2 separate regions of the Anser cygnoides genome follow, and region 2 is linked to region 1. Evidence: chromatin contacts called from public Hi-C data. All regions are on one chromosome and are shown on one strand. Each heading gives the region's core, a stretch centred on a gene start, on an enhancer-like site or on the middle of the called end of the contact. The rest is flanking DNA. Distances are from core to core; before and after follow the strand shown.

What was found. Hi-C and Micro-C count contacts between places; a contact is called where the count stands out from the background.
Region 2: a contact with region 1 is called in a Hi-C map of liver, with 3 times the contacts expected there. The contact joins the promoter of PAH here to the promoter of HSP90B1 in region 1. A contact is called at or near these places in 2 of 7 Hi-C or Micro-C datasets (both in liver).

What each region holds. Positions count from the first base shown.
Region 1 is chr1:59,576,219-59,581,894 of Taihu_goose_T2T_genome, reverse strand. HSP90B1 (heat shock protein 90 beta family member 1) reads left to right here and starts at 1,796. Exons shown (of 18, transcript XM_048057380.2): 1 at 1,796-2,010; 2 at 2,327-2,426; 3 at 3,095-3,236; 4 at 3,316-3,432; 5 at 3,652-3,983; 6 at 4,856-4,967. The coding sequence starts at 1,962.
Region 2 is chr1:59,969,866-59,975,989 of Taihu_goose_T2T_genome, reverse strand. PAH (phenylalanine hydroxylase) reads right to left here and starts at 2,086. Exons shown (of 14, transcript XR_010831701.1): 1 at 1,885-2,086.

The sequences.
Region 1 (5,676 bases), core at 547-3,046:
AATATGCACGGACATTAAATGCCTATGCAGTCATTGAGCAACATACCTCCCTCTAGGAATATACACATTATTAGGAAATCAAATCCTGAAACTGCTTATAGGTGAGTTTTAGAAAAGACAAACTTTGTCCATTTGAGAGTGACAAAACTGTACTTCCAATTAAGTATTTGTAACATAATTCTCTGAGTTCAAATAGGCCTTCATGAAAACCTGTCAGATTTTTACATATAATCCTGACACTGAATCCTCCTGGACATATTTTCCTAGTCATTCTGACATACATTTTGGCAGAGTAACTTCCTCAGGAAAGCAAAGTGAGGCTTTGACACTTCAAGTATCTTATTAACATACAAATATAGGTGCATTAGATTTGATTACTTGTCAGCTGTCAGGGATGGGAATATCCAGCCTTCTGAACATGGGGCCTACTTTTACTCAAATTCACAAACTCTAGCTGATTTTCACATTCAATTCTCTGTCATTGTCACCGCAGGAGCTGGGTATGTGCATGCTCGTGGGTCCCCCCACGTCAGCCACTCGTGGCGGCAGCTGAGGCAGGCACCATCAGCACTGCAGCGGGCAGGGATCCCCAGGCAGGAAGGGAACCAACGCTCTCGGCCTCGAGCTGACAATGATGTCCTTCTTCCAACCACACTCATCACCATGGCCACTTGGAAAACTGCACGTAATTTTCAGACGTGATTTTCTGGAGCCAGGGCAAACAGGATAACCTGGCAACTCTGGCGAGGCGGGACATTATAAATAAACAACAGCCCCAAGGGCAGACTAAGGAGTCAGAATAAGCCCTCTCGAGGGTGGTTGTTGTGATGAGCACTAGAAAGCCAGAAAACACGGGGACCCGCTAAGCACCCAGCTCGTTTTATTGCAGCTTGCTTTTTGTACCAGGGAGGTTTAAATTGGGTATCGGGAGGAATTTTTTCACGGAAAGGGTGGTCAGGGATCGGAACAGGCTGCCATGGAGGCGGTGGAGTTGCCAACCCTGGGGATATTCAGGAGACGTGTGGATGTGGTGCTTAGGGACACAGATCGGTGGTTGGTTTGTGGTGGTGGGTGGGCAGTTGGACAGAAGGATCATGAAGGTCTTTTACAAGTTTTTATTTTGTTTGTTTGTGTTTGTTTTTTGTTTTCTCAGTGACTCTAGGGCTCCGTGACCCCCACGAACACTGTCCCCTCAAGGCCGCGTGAGGCAGGAAGAGGGGGGCCGAGGCCATCACAAGCCCGCCGCCGGGCCCCGTAATGGCGGCCCGCCCCGCGCTGCGCCGCCAGGGGGCGCCTTCCTCCCCCTCCCCACCCAGGACTACAACTCCCAGCATGCCGCGCGGCGCAACCGCGCACGCGCACCCGCCAGCAGCAGGGGGCGGAAGAGGAGGCCCTCGGGGCTGACGGGAGAGGCCCGCCGGCGCCGCCACGACCGGAAGCGCCCGTTGCCGCGGCAACCGTGTCCCCGGTAAACATCCCGGGTGCCCCCGGAAGCCGTCGGGGCCGCGCTGCCCACGCGGGGACCCGCCGCACCGCTGCCGGACGCGGACGCGCCCTACGCGGCCGGGGCGCCAAGCATCGACGCCTGATTGGTCGAAAAAGAGCCGCCGGCCCCGCCCCTTAAGCCCCTCCGCCCAAACGATTGGCCGGGCGGCGTTGCGGCCGGCCAACCGACGCCGGCCACGCTCCGTCCGCAGGAAACCGCACATGGAAAGCCGGGATTGGCGGCCGCGGCTTCGCGCCCCGCCCCCGCCGGCTCGCCATTGGCCGCGTGTTTGGCGTGGGGCGCCGCGATTGGCCGGCCGCCGGGAGCCCCCCTCGCGCTGCGGAGGGGCGCCGTTGATAAGGCGGAGGGGGAGGGCCGCGGCTGCGCCAGCGCGATCGGCGGCGGCGGGGCCGGTTACGTGAGGGACCGGTAGGGCAGGGCCGCGCTCTTCTCTGCCACCGCGGCCCGTGTCGCCATGAGGTCGGCCTGGGCGCTCGCTTTGGCCTGCGCGCTTCTGCTGGCCGGTGAGTGCCCCCCCACACACACACCCCCCGCCGGCCGCATTCTGGAACCTTCTGGCGGCGGAGGCTGAGGGGAGGGGGGGGGGGGGGGGGGGCTGGGGGCACCCGCTCGGCGAGAAGTGAGGGGGAGAGGGGCGCTGGGCACGCTCCCGGGGGGTGGGGGGCTCCTCCCTTCGTTTCTGGGCTTTATTCCACCCCAGCAGGTGGGCGGGGGGCGTGTGGGAGGTTGGGGGGGCATGGGTTTGGGGGGGGGGAGCCGACAATTTGGGTAGCGACACACCGGGGGGGCTCAGCTTGCTGCCTGTCTCTTTCTGTCCAGCGTCCGTTAGCGCTGAGGAGGTGGGTGTGGATGCAACCGTGGAGGATGACTTGGGTAAAAGCAGGGAAGGGTCCCGGACTGACGATGAAGTTGTTCAGAGGTTAGTAGGTGGGGTGCTGGGTAAGCAGCCTTTAAAGCATCAGGAGGTTCTGTTGCTTTTCAAAAAATCAATTTTAGTATCAGTAATGCTTAAAATGGCAGAGGTTGGGGTGTGGGGGAGTAACATGCAAAAAGAAACCTAGTCAGATGTTAAAAATAAAATATATCAAAGGAAGATTGTTGCCTTTTATATGGAGGTAAGACTGAGAACTTGGACTCTGAAGTATTTAACTTGTTTTTGTCCTGTACTGTCAGTTCTGTAAGGAGCAATAAATAAATGGGGGGTATTTTTGCATGTAACTGCATGTGGTAAATTGTGGAGGTTAGTGCCCACTGGTTGAATAGCTCTACACCAACGAATTGCTTCAAATCCTTTGAAATATACCTCACGTTGAGCATTGCAGTAGCTGTAATATACCTCTGTTTGTCCCTCAACTTCATAATAAAATAGTCTTACTTGCAATCATGGATTTTCACTTGCATTTTAGATTGTGGCTATGCACTTGATGATAGCAAGTCTCGCAAATGTCATTTGATCACCACATTTGGGCTATCAGTGTCAGTTAAAAGTTACTGTTTCTCTAATTAGACCATTGCTGTGGTTGCTAGACAATTAGTGGAAACCATACGTAGGCAAGGTTATTTGACAGTTTTTCATTATCTTTACAGAGAGGAAGAAGCTATCCAGCTAGATGGCCTAAATGCATCCCAGATCAAAGAAATCAGAGAAAAATCTGAGAAGTTTGCATTTCAAGCAGAAGTTAATAGAATGATGAAACTTATCATCAATTCTTTATATAAAAATAAAGAGGTTAGTACCTGTGTCAGTAGAACGTGCTAGAACTGTTCATCTATATTCTTGAATTCCTGACAGCTGGATTCTGTTTCAGATTTTCCTGAGAGAACTTATTTCAAATGCTTCGGATGCTTTAGATAAGATACGGTTAATATCCTTGACTGATGAAAATGCTCTTGCTGGTAACGAGGAGCTCACTGTAAAAATCAAGGTAAGAAATACTAGATACGTTGTCTCTTACTGAAGAGCAGTGGCAGGAATGTAAGAAGACAGTGCATCATTATGTTATTCAATTTATTGCCCAGTACTGATGCAAATACAAATTAGGATTACGTTAGGACCAAGTCTCCTTAATACTCTTCCATGATAAGTGTATTAGGTAGTGAGATTTAAAATAAAGTCAAACTTAATCTTTTTCTTTTTTTTTTAGTGTGACAAAGAGAAGAACATGCTTCATGTTACCGATACGGGTATTGGCATGACAAAAGAGGAGTTGATTAAAAACCTGGGTACCATTGCCAAGTCTGGTACAAGTGAATTCTTAAACAAGATGACTGAAATGCAGGATGATAGCCAGTCAACATCTGAGTTAATTGGCCAGTTTGGTGTTGGCTTTTATTCTGCTTTCTTAGTAGCAGACAGAGTTATTGTCACATCAAAACACAACAATGATACTCAGCACATTTGGGAGTCAGATTCAAACGAATTCTCTGTGATTGATGACCCAAGAGGAAACACTTTAGGACGTGGCACAACCATAACGTAAGTACTAAGTTTCCTTGGAAAAAATAAATGGTTTGTAGATAAGTCTTTTTCACTGGAATATGTGGATGACTTTGGCATTGCGACTACATGTGGTGTTTGATTCTTGAAGTATGGATGTTTTCAGTTTAACAGAAATGTCCAAACTATTAACTGCATGCAGAATGTGGACTGGTAATGTAGTAATACAGTTCTTTATTCTGTTAGATGAATGAAAAAAACAATGAGCATACTGACAACTAACTGTTGGCAAGCAATTTCAGGCTTCATCAGCCTGTAGATTCATTCAGTTTCTCGATGCAGTTGTGGTACAACAAAATGTCTACAGGGTTGTAGAGCCTTCTCTTGGAAACAGGTGATTGTTAATACACCAGTCAGACTGGCCTGATGTGACTTTGAAGTTAGATGTAGTTTGACAGCCCTATTTTTTTCCACTTTCATGTGCACATAAATTTCTTTGATCTGGGCTTTAGAGGAGCCCTTCAGTCATTTCTCAGGGCTCCTTACTACTGAAAGGTAGGGCATTGGCATGACAATGACCTTCATTGGCAGGAAAATGTTTGTCTTGGCCCTCTGGGTCCAAATGCTGTCACAGTGCATCAAAGTGTCCTGATCACTGTTGATGAGAGGTTTTTGTTTAGATTTACAGATGTGTTATGACCCCATTTTAAAAAAAAAAAAGGTGGTTTTCCATATGATTTAAGTAGTTTTAATAGAGACTGTATTTTTGAAGAGATACCTGAGCATTTGCTAGTTGAGCTGCAGTTGAATAATTCTGGGTCCCTAGAGCTGCAACAGTGGAAAGATGAGTCTCCTCCAGTAAAACAATTTTAAACTACTAGTCCAGCACTTACTCCTGTATTTTCTTTTAGCCTTGTCTTGAAGGAAGAAGCATCTGATTATCTTGAGTTGGATACTGTTAAAAACCTTGTCAAGAAATACTCACAATTCATAAACTTCCCCATATATGTGTGGAGCAGCAAGGTAAGTGTATTTAACAGAGCATTGTACGCTGAGCTGTATTTCATAGCTCATGGTCTTTCAAGGGCCAGATATTTCAAGAAGGGAGGGCATAGTCTAGAATTTTTACTAGTCTAACTTTCTAAACTTTTACTGTTTTTGGCTGCTTAGATTCAGTGGAAAGGAAGAACTGGCTAGTATTTTGCTAGCTACTTACCACTCAAGGCATGAATTTGTGCTAAGATCACAAATTTTGAAGGAGCTTGGTTTTAAGAACTCAATTTTTTTACCCAAAGAAGCAAAACTGCAAAATATTAGGAAACAATCTTTATTTCACATGCTTTGATTGGTATCTGGAAGCTTTGGTAAGCTCCTAAGCATGGTTAGGTGTCCTTCTCAATAGTGGGCAGCATTTGAACTTCAAGGATTGTTCTTGCAACGTTTTCTTGGTGTAGCACTAACTTGACGTCACCCAATCTGATCAAAGTTGGTGTTTTGTTAAAGGTAAAATGTAAAGCTATGAAGATCTTAAAATTTGAGTACAGTGGCCTCCCAGAGTAGCAAAGGATAGCATGTGGTCATAAAAAATGTGACTGAAAAAACGTATCTACCTATCTGTGGGGAAATGCTTGTAACAGGCAATCAATCTCTCAGCACTGTTTTAACTTGGGTGATTTAGGCCATTTGAGAGAATAGTTACCTAGCAGGTACTCCTAGTAAATAGTCTAAACAC
Region 2 (6,124 bases), core at 837-3,336, 390 kb before region 1:
TGCTGAGATGGGCCACTTTTAGGCCATTCTCACTCATTTTCCCACTCTTGCAAATTGGTTTATGTTGTGCTAAAAAGTTGCAGAAGGCAGTAGGCACTAATCCTGCAAACATGATGACAGTTGCTTAACTTTTTGCACATCTGCATGTGAATGTAGATCACTGGGATGGTCTTTGTACAAAAGTCAGTGCATGCCTAAGTCTGTCCACAGAGGTGGAGGCTTTCAGTGCAAGAGGAAAGAAGACTAAAACCATTATTTTCCTGACAGGTACCCAGATCTTATCAATATGTATGGAGGCAATATACATTAATAGACACTGGAGCCAATACATCAACACAAACGCAGGCACTCACATCTATTGCTGAGCTTTTTGTCATATATATGCATATTTTTTAACTGTTGATCATGGCTAATCCGTTCTCAGTCCGAATTCTAATTTCTTGTCTCTCAATCTCTTATATAGAGATGAAATGCAGCTTTGGGACAATTCTACTCTTACTACTGTGATTGTGATTAAGAGTTGAACAAATTGTTTCATTGTCATTGAAACACTGTCTATATGACATGCATATCTGACCTGTAAGTGTATAAGAACCAGTTGACAAATACAGACAACCATTTCTGGACATAGCACAGTCTCTTACATCAGTGATGTGTAGATGCAGGGACAGTTTGCCTGAGTGCAATGCAAATCTATGTTCTTAATTAACTACTTCACACAGAGATTGATATTGTCTTTCTGACACATGGCAGTTTGGGAGGTCAATAATACAGACCTGTCAGCCTTCAAACTCATTTCTGAGTTGTTTAAACATTCAGAGTGAATTCCAACACTGCTGAAGCTAGAGGAAGTTTTTTCTGTAGTTTCAGAGAAAGTAAAATACACAAAATAGTATAGAAATAGTATAGAAAAAAATGGAAAAAATATTTCAATGAAAATAAGATTCTGAAGTTACTCCTAAAAATTAAACTAGTTTCCAAGCCATTTAGAGTCAGTTTCTTAAGGTAGCTAGATGCTCAGCTCCCACAGATCTCACTGGGATCAAGCAATTAGACAACTTGGAGAAACAGCAAGGTGGAACAGTAGCGTATCTCTAGGGGAGTTCAGCCTCAGCACACGAAGCAGTAGGAAACCAGGCTTCCTTGGCTGCTCTGTACCTAAAAAGATTTGTAGGAAATGAAGCTCGTTTTTTCACATCTTCCACAGCTTGTCCCCAGCTTCAGAGGCATTGCGCAGGACAGAATTCAGTCCTAATAATTAACCATGCTGGCCTCAAATTACGTCACTTGCTCCTACAGTATCTATAGTGCCTGTAATCGAAAGTCATGGGTTTCAGTACTTTCCTGTATTTTCCAAAACAAAGAGTTCAAAGTAAGTCAGTAAACATCTAAAAAAAAAAAAAAAAGTGGGGGGGAGGTAGAATATATGTCAGAGTGCTAAAAGTTAACAAATAGCTCCACCAGAAGAGTGCATAATTTCAGCAGCTTTCCCTAAACAGAAGACAGCTTGCGCTCATCACACAGGTTTAAGAGACCTCTAATTATCTGCTGCTCTTTTCTGCTGCTTCTTCTATTTGCCATATATGCAAGGATACATTTACAGAGGTCCCCTGACCCTGATCTCTTGCCTCTCTTTCCTTTCCTCTGTTAAAATGTTTTCATTTTTGCTCTCACCGCACATCTGTGAGTACAATTAACTCCAGACAAGCACGCCGGCTGCCAAAGGGGACAATGGTGGCAACCAAGCACCACAAACGGTTGAGACAGACGCGTTGTTTCCTCCCATCTTGGACATCTTAGAGAATGGGAAACAAGATTTGCAAGCATGGGGGGGCATGGAGGGACTCCCTGTGAACAGCAGGCACACAGGCCCCTCAAGCTTACCTGGAAAGGGTCGCCGTTCATCTTGCAGTGCTGTGCGTCCATGTTGTGGAGGCGGCAATGCCCACACAGGGAGGCTGCGGGTGAAGCCTTCTGACCTTACTGTGGTGGCCAGAGCTCCGTGCAAAGGTATTTAAAGTAGAGGAAGCGAGGCAAAGCCATCCCCTCCTCCAGCTCCCTCCCCCCAGATGCTGTGCCAAGAGGGCGTTCTCCCTCCACGCCCCCCACCCACCCAGCCCTGGCACACGGACAAGCCAGCCCCTTCGGTCCCCCCCAGCATGCAGCGGCACTCCAGCACATTGTTTCTATCTGTGCCCAACGTGGACAAGCAGCATGCTTTGAATTAGCAGCCTGTCTTCCACAGATCAATGTCAGCCGCTGCTTTCGTTCCTGCACGTCAATGCTTTGACTTGGGTTCAGCCTTCCCCCTTGTCTGTTCCTTTGGCTGTGTGTGTGTTTAGCGACCAGTGGGTTTCCCTTCCACGTGATCGGAGATCAGATGTTCTCCAGGAACCTCTCTTTGCGTGCCAGACACGGGGCACAACTCAGCAGCGGCTGGACTGTTTGCCTTTTAGTGAGGCCCTTTGGGCTGCATCCAAGAGGTCAGAGAGCAGGGGACAGCTCCGCACACCAGGCACTGGAGACAACAGAGGCCCAGTATAAAGCATTAAACAGGTGTTAACTTTGTGAACCTTGCTCTGGGATATGGATCTCAACATGGAGAAAGGGAAGGAGGTAAAGGAAGAAAAGGAGCAGGGAGGAGGCAGAAGAAATGCAGAAGGTGCGCATGTGTTTTTAGGTATATCAACCATGGAGAGCTACAATGGGAAGAGGGGGAACATGAATGAATTTGGAAATGGTTAGTAAAGGGTTGGTACAAACCAGCCAACACTTGGTTTGGAAAGAGTCACCAGAGAGATTGAAGGAATGAAGGAAAGTTATAGCCTGATACTAGAGGGCAGGTGAAAAGGAAAAAAAGAGAATGGTCAAGATCTATTTTGTTATTTGGAAGGCTGAAGTCTACACCAAGACAGGCTATGTCACGGCAGGTAATCTTGCTGCATTTTTCTGATGAAGATAAATTCTGTGGAACAGAAGAATCAGCCCTTCACAGTTATTTGAGCCTTGAGGGAAACTCTACTGCATGCTCAGAACAAATTCAGACTGATGAATTTTAACCAAGACTTACCATGAATTATTTGTAATTATGAAATCCAGTAGCTGGAAATCTGATCAGTAGGGAGCCACTTGCAAGAATCTTAGTCCAAACCCATGTTCAACCCCATGACCATCAACTCAGAATCCAGCCCAGTGAAATTATGCACTGTATGATGTACATCTGCAGTAACTCAGAGCTTTGGACACAAAACACACATTTTTCAGAGAAACTTCTTGTTTGTCCATCATATGGCCATATGCAGTGGTAGAAAGTGACTTTCTGAGGTGAACTGCAATCCTATATTATGGGCTAGCAGCCAAGGTAGGCAGCCAAATATGATATACACGTGCCACCCTGGACATTGCTGGCACCAAAGCATCAGGTTGGGGCAAGGAGAGATGGTCCAGTAGGTGAAAGGCAGCTTGACCTTGTTACCTGCCAGCAGTACTAAAACTACTGTTTTTGAACTGTTCAGTCAGCAGGTTCACTATGGGAGGCAACGTTTTGTGTCCCGTGTTTGTGCATGCAGCACCCAGCAGAGTTCTGTCGATGATAGGGGCATTGAAGGCCACCTCACAAAAAAAAAAAAAAAAAAAAGTGAGATGAGGATGGTGATAACACTGATTATAGTAGTCCCTGTGTAGGGCAGGACAGCTTCCAGTAACTGTTCTTGTTTGCTTTTTGCTTTGTCCACGTGCCATGCCTCTCTACACGGTATGTTTTTCAACTAGATTTTAAAACACTTAGATACATGTCCTAAGTCTGACCAAAATAGCTATGTCATCCAAAGTCATAATCTGTTTTTTCAATCATTTGTGCCTTCCTTTTTCTTTGTTTTTCTCTTTCTACTAATATTTGTTCTTTTTTTTTCCTTCTCTGAGGCTTTTACATGCACTGAGTCTTTTTCCTTTCTTCCATCCCTCTCCTCCCCTTTTCTTATGTTTTGCACTTTCTGTTCACTCTACCTTGACAATAAAGACAAGGTAAAGTGAAATACTAGATACACTAAATATTGCTCATGCCAAATCCTTGTAATTTTTCTTGACTCCTCCCACACACTGTTTTTTTATTTATATTGCAAGCTTATCTCTTATTCTTATTGCTACATAATCATAATGATATCCCTAGTGTGTAGCCACTGGTTTACTGTTTAATCAGCTTGGACCTTCAGAAATTGCCTGGTAGCAAAAGACACTGGCTGAGGGAAGCAAAGCTCCTTCTTGCTAGGAGGAATTCCCAAATTCTCTTGTTTTGGAGCAAAGTAGTGTGTGAGTTTGTGTGTGCATGCATGCACAAGTTAGCATTCACTCCAATGCCATTGCAGCATGAACACGATTGCATCAGTTCTGGTTACTTTGGACCGTTTCTGAATCCAAATTGCCTGAGCTCTCTTTGAAGATGTAGTTCTGCCTACCAAGTGCAGGTTCTTTGCCCCGCCGTGACATTGCTAACTGGAATTTCCCACTTGCATTTCAAGTTGCCCCACAGCTCTGGTTCCTCAGCCCCTGGGTGAGCACCTGAGCCTTGGGCTCTGCTGGTCCTGCTCTGGGCTCTTGCTGCAGCACCATGCAACCCCACTCCTTCCCTTCCAACCATGTGCAGGTAGGCACCGATGTCCCTCATTGCCTCCATCTGAAAATACCTTCCATCCCCCAGAAATGCATACCCCACACACAGCCATTCCTGGCTGTGCTGCTCAGCCACAACTAAAAAGGCTCTTTGCACTGAAACTTGGCTGGTTCCCTGGACGGCATGCCGCAAGTTCAAAGGGCCACAGACTTTGGCTGCTTTTCAGACTGCTTTCTCCCCCTTCTGCCTTTAGGCAGCGTTTGGAGAGCAGCGGCTTCCCCAGAGCTCTGTGTTTTCTGGCTTGGGCAGGGATGCAAGGACACCAGGACTATCCTCGACTTGCGGCTCCCTGCGGGTTCGGGATGTCCCCATCGGGCTGAGAGAGCAGTGAGCGATGGAGAGGGGCTTTTCTAGAAGCTGTTGAAAAATTCCCAAATGAGGATTGAATGAGGGTATGTGAATAAGGCAGAGGGGTGTCCCCGATCGATGTTCCCTATGGATTTCCCAGAGGTCTCCCGGTGCTGTAGCTCCCCTTAGGCACCAACCGAGACTCCTATCCTCCCACCCTCCGGCTGCAAAACCTCCGGGCCATGTTCCCCGCTCCTGGCAGAGCCGGGCTCGCCACCCGCTCCTGCAAATGCCTCGGGCTGTCCCCTGCCCAGCCCCGCTACCCCCGCGGGTGGCCAGGAGGTGGCACTGTGTCCCCGCGACCGCGGCCGACGGGTGCCGGACAGGGACGGGGACCGGGATGGGGACCGGGATGGGGACGGGGAGGCGTCTGCACCCCCGTGCCTCCGGGGGGGGGTCCGCCTCCCAGACTGCAGCACGCATGACCCCAACCCCTCTCCATCCCGCGGACGGTCACCTCGGAGGGGACAGCCAGGGGAACCCACCCCTACCGCCCTCCGCTCCTCCGTCCAAAATTTTCCTGTCCAAAAAGTGTGTGTTGGCGGGGTTGGGCGGCGGGGGGCCGGGGGGGGGGGGGGGGGGGGGGGGGTCAGCCCGGTGTGATTTATCCCGGCCGTGATGGACGCGGGACGCGTGGCCGCACAATGGGGCCACCGGCGGGCCACGGGCAGCGCTCGGCGGGCGCGGGGCCGGGGGCGGCAGCGCCCTGCGGGACCCGCGGAGGGGACATCGGGGACGGGGACGGGCTGGGGTGGGCGGCTGGGGTGGCTGCTGCTTTTTTTTCCCCTTTTTCCCCCCCTCCTCCTTTTTTTTTTTTTTTTTTTTTCTTGCAGCCCTATATGCAAACTGTCACTTCAGGTTAGCACAAGACCTGATGTAGCTCATTAGCATGAGCTGTATCTAATATGCTTAAAACCTCTAATTATTTATTATGCCCTAATTGGCAGCCCAAGAAATGTCTCCAAAGTGATGAGGGTTCATCCCAAGGCGCCTTTTCGAGAAGAATTCAGCAGTGTCCCTGGTCAAACGTCATTTTTAATTCTTCATCGGTGCCACAGGCTTTATTCCTCTGGTACACGATATAACACCAGAAAACTCCTGCAACTT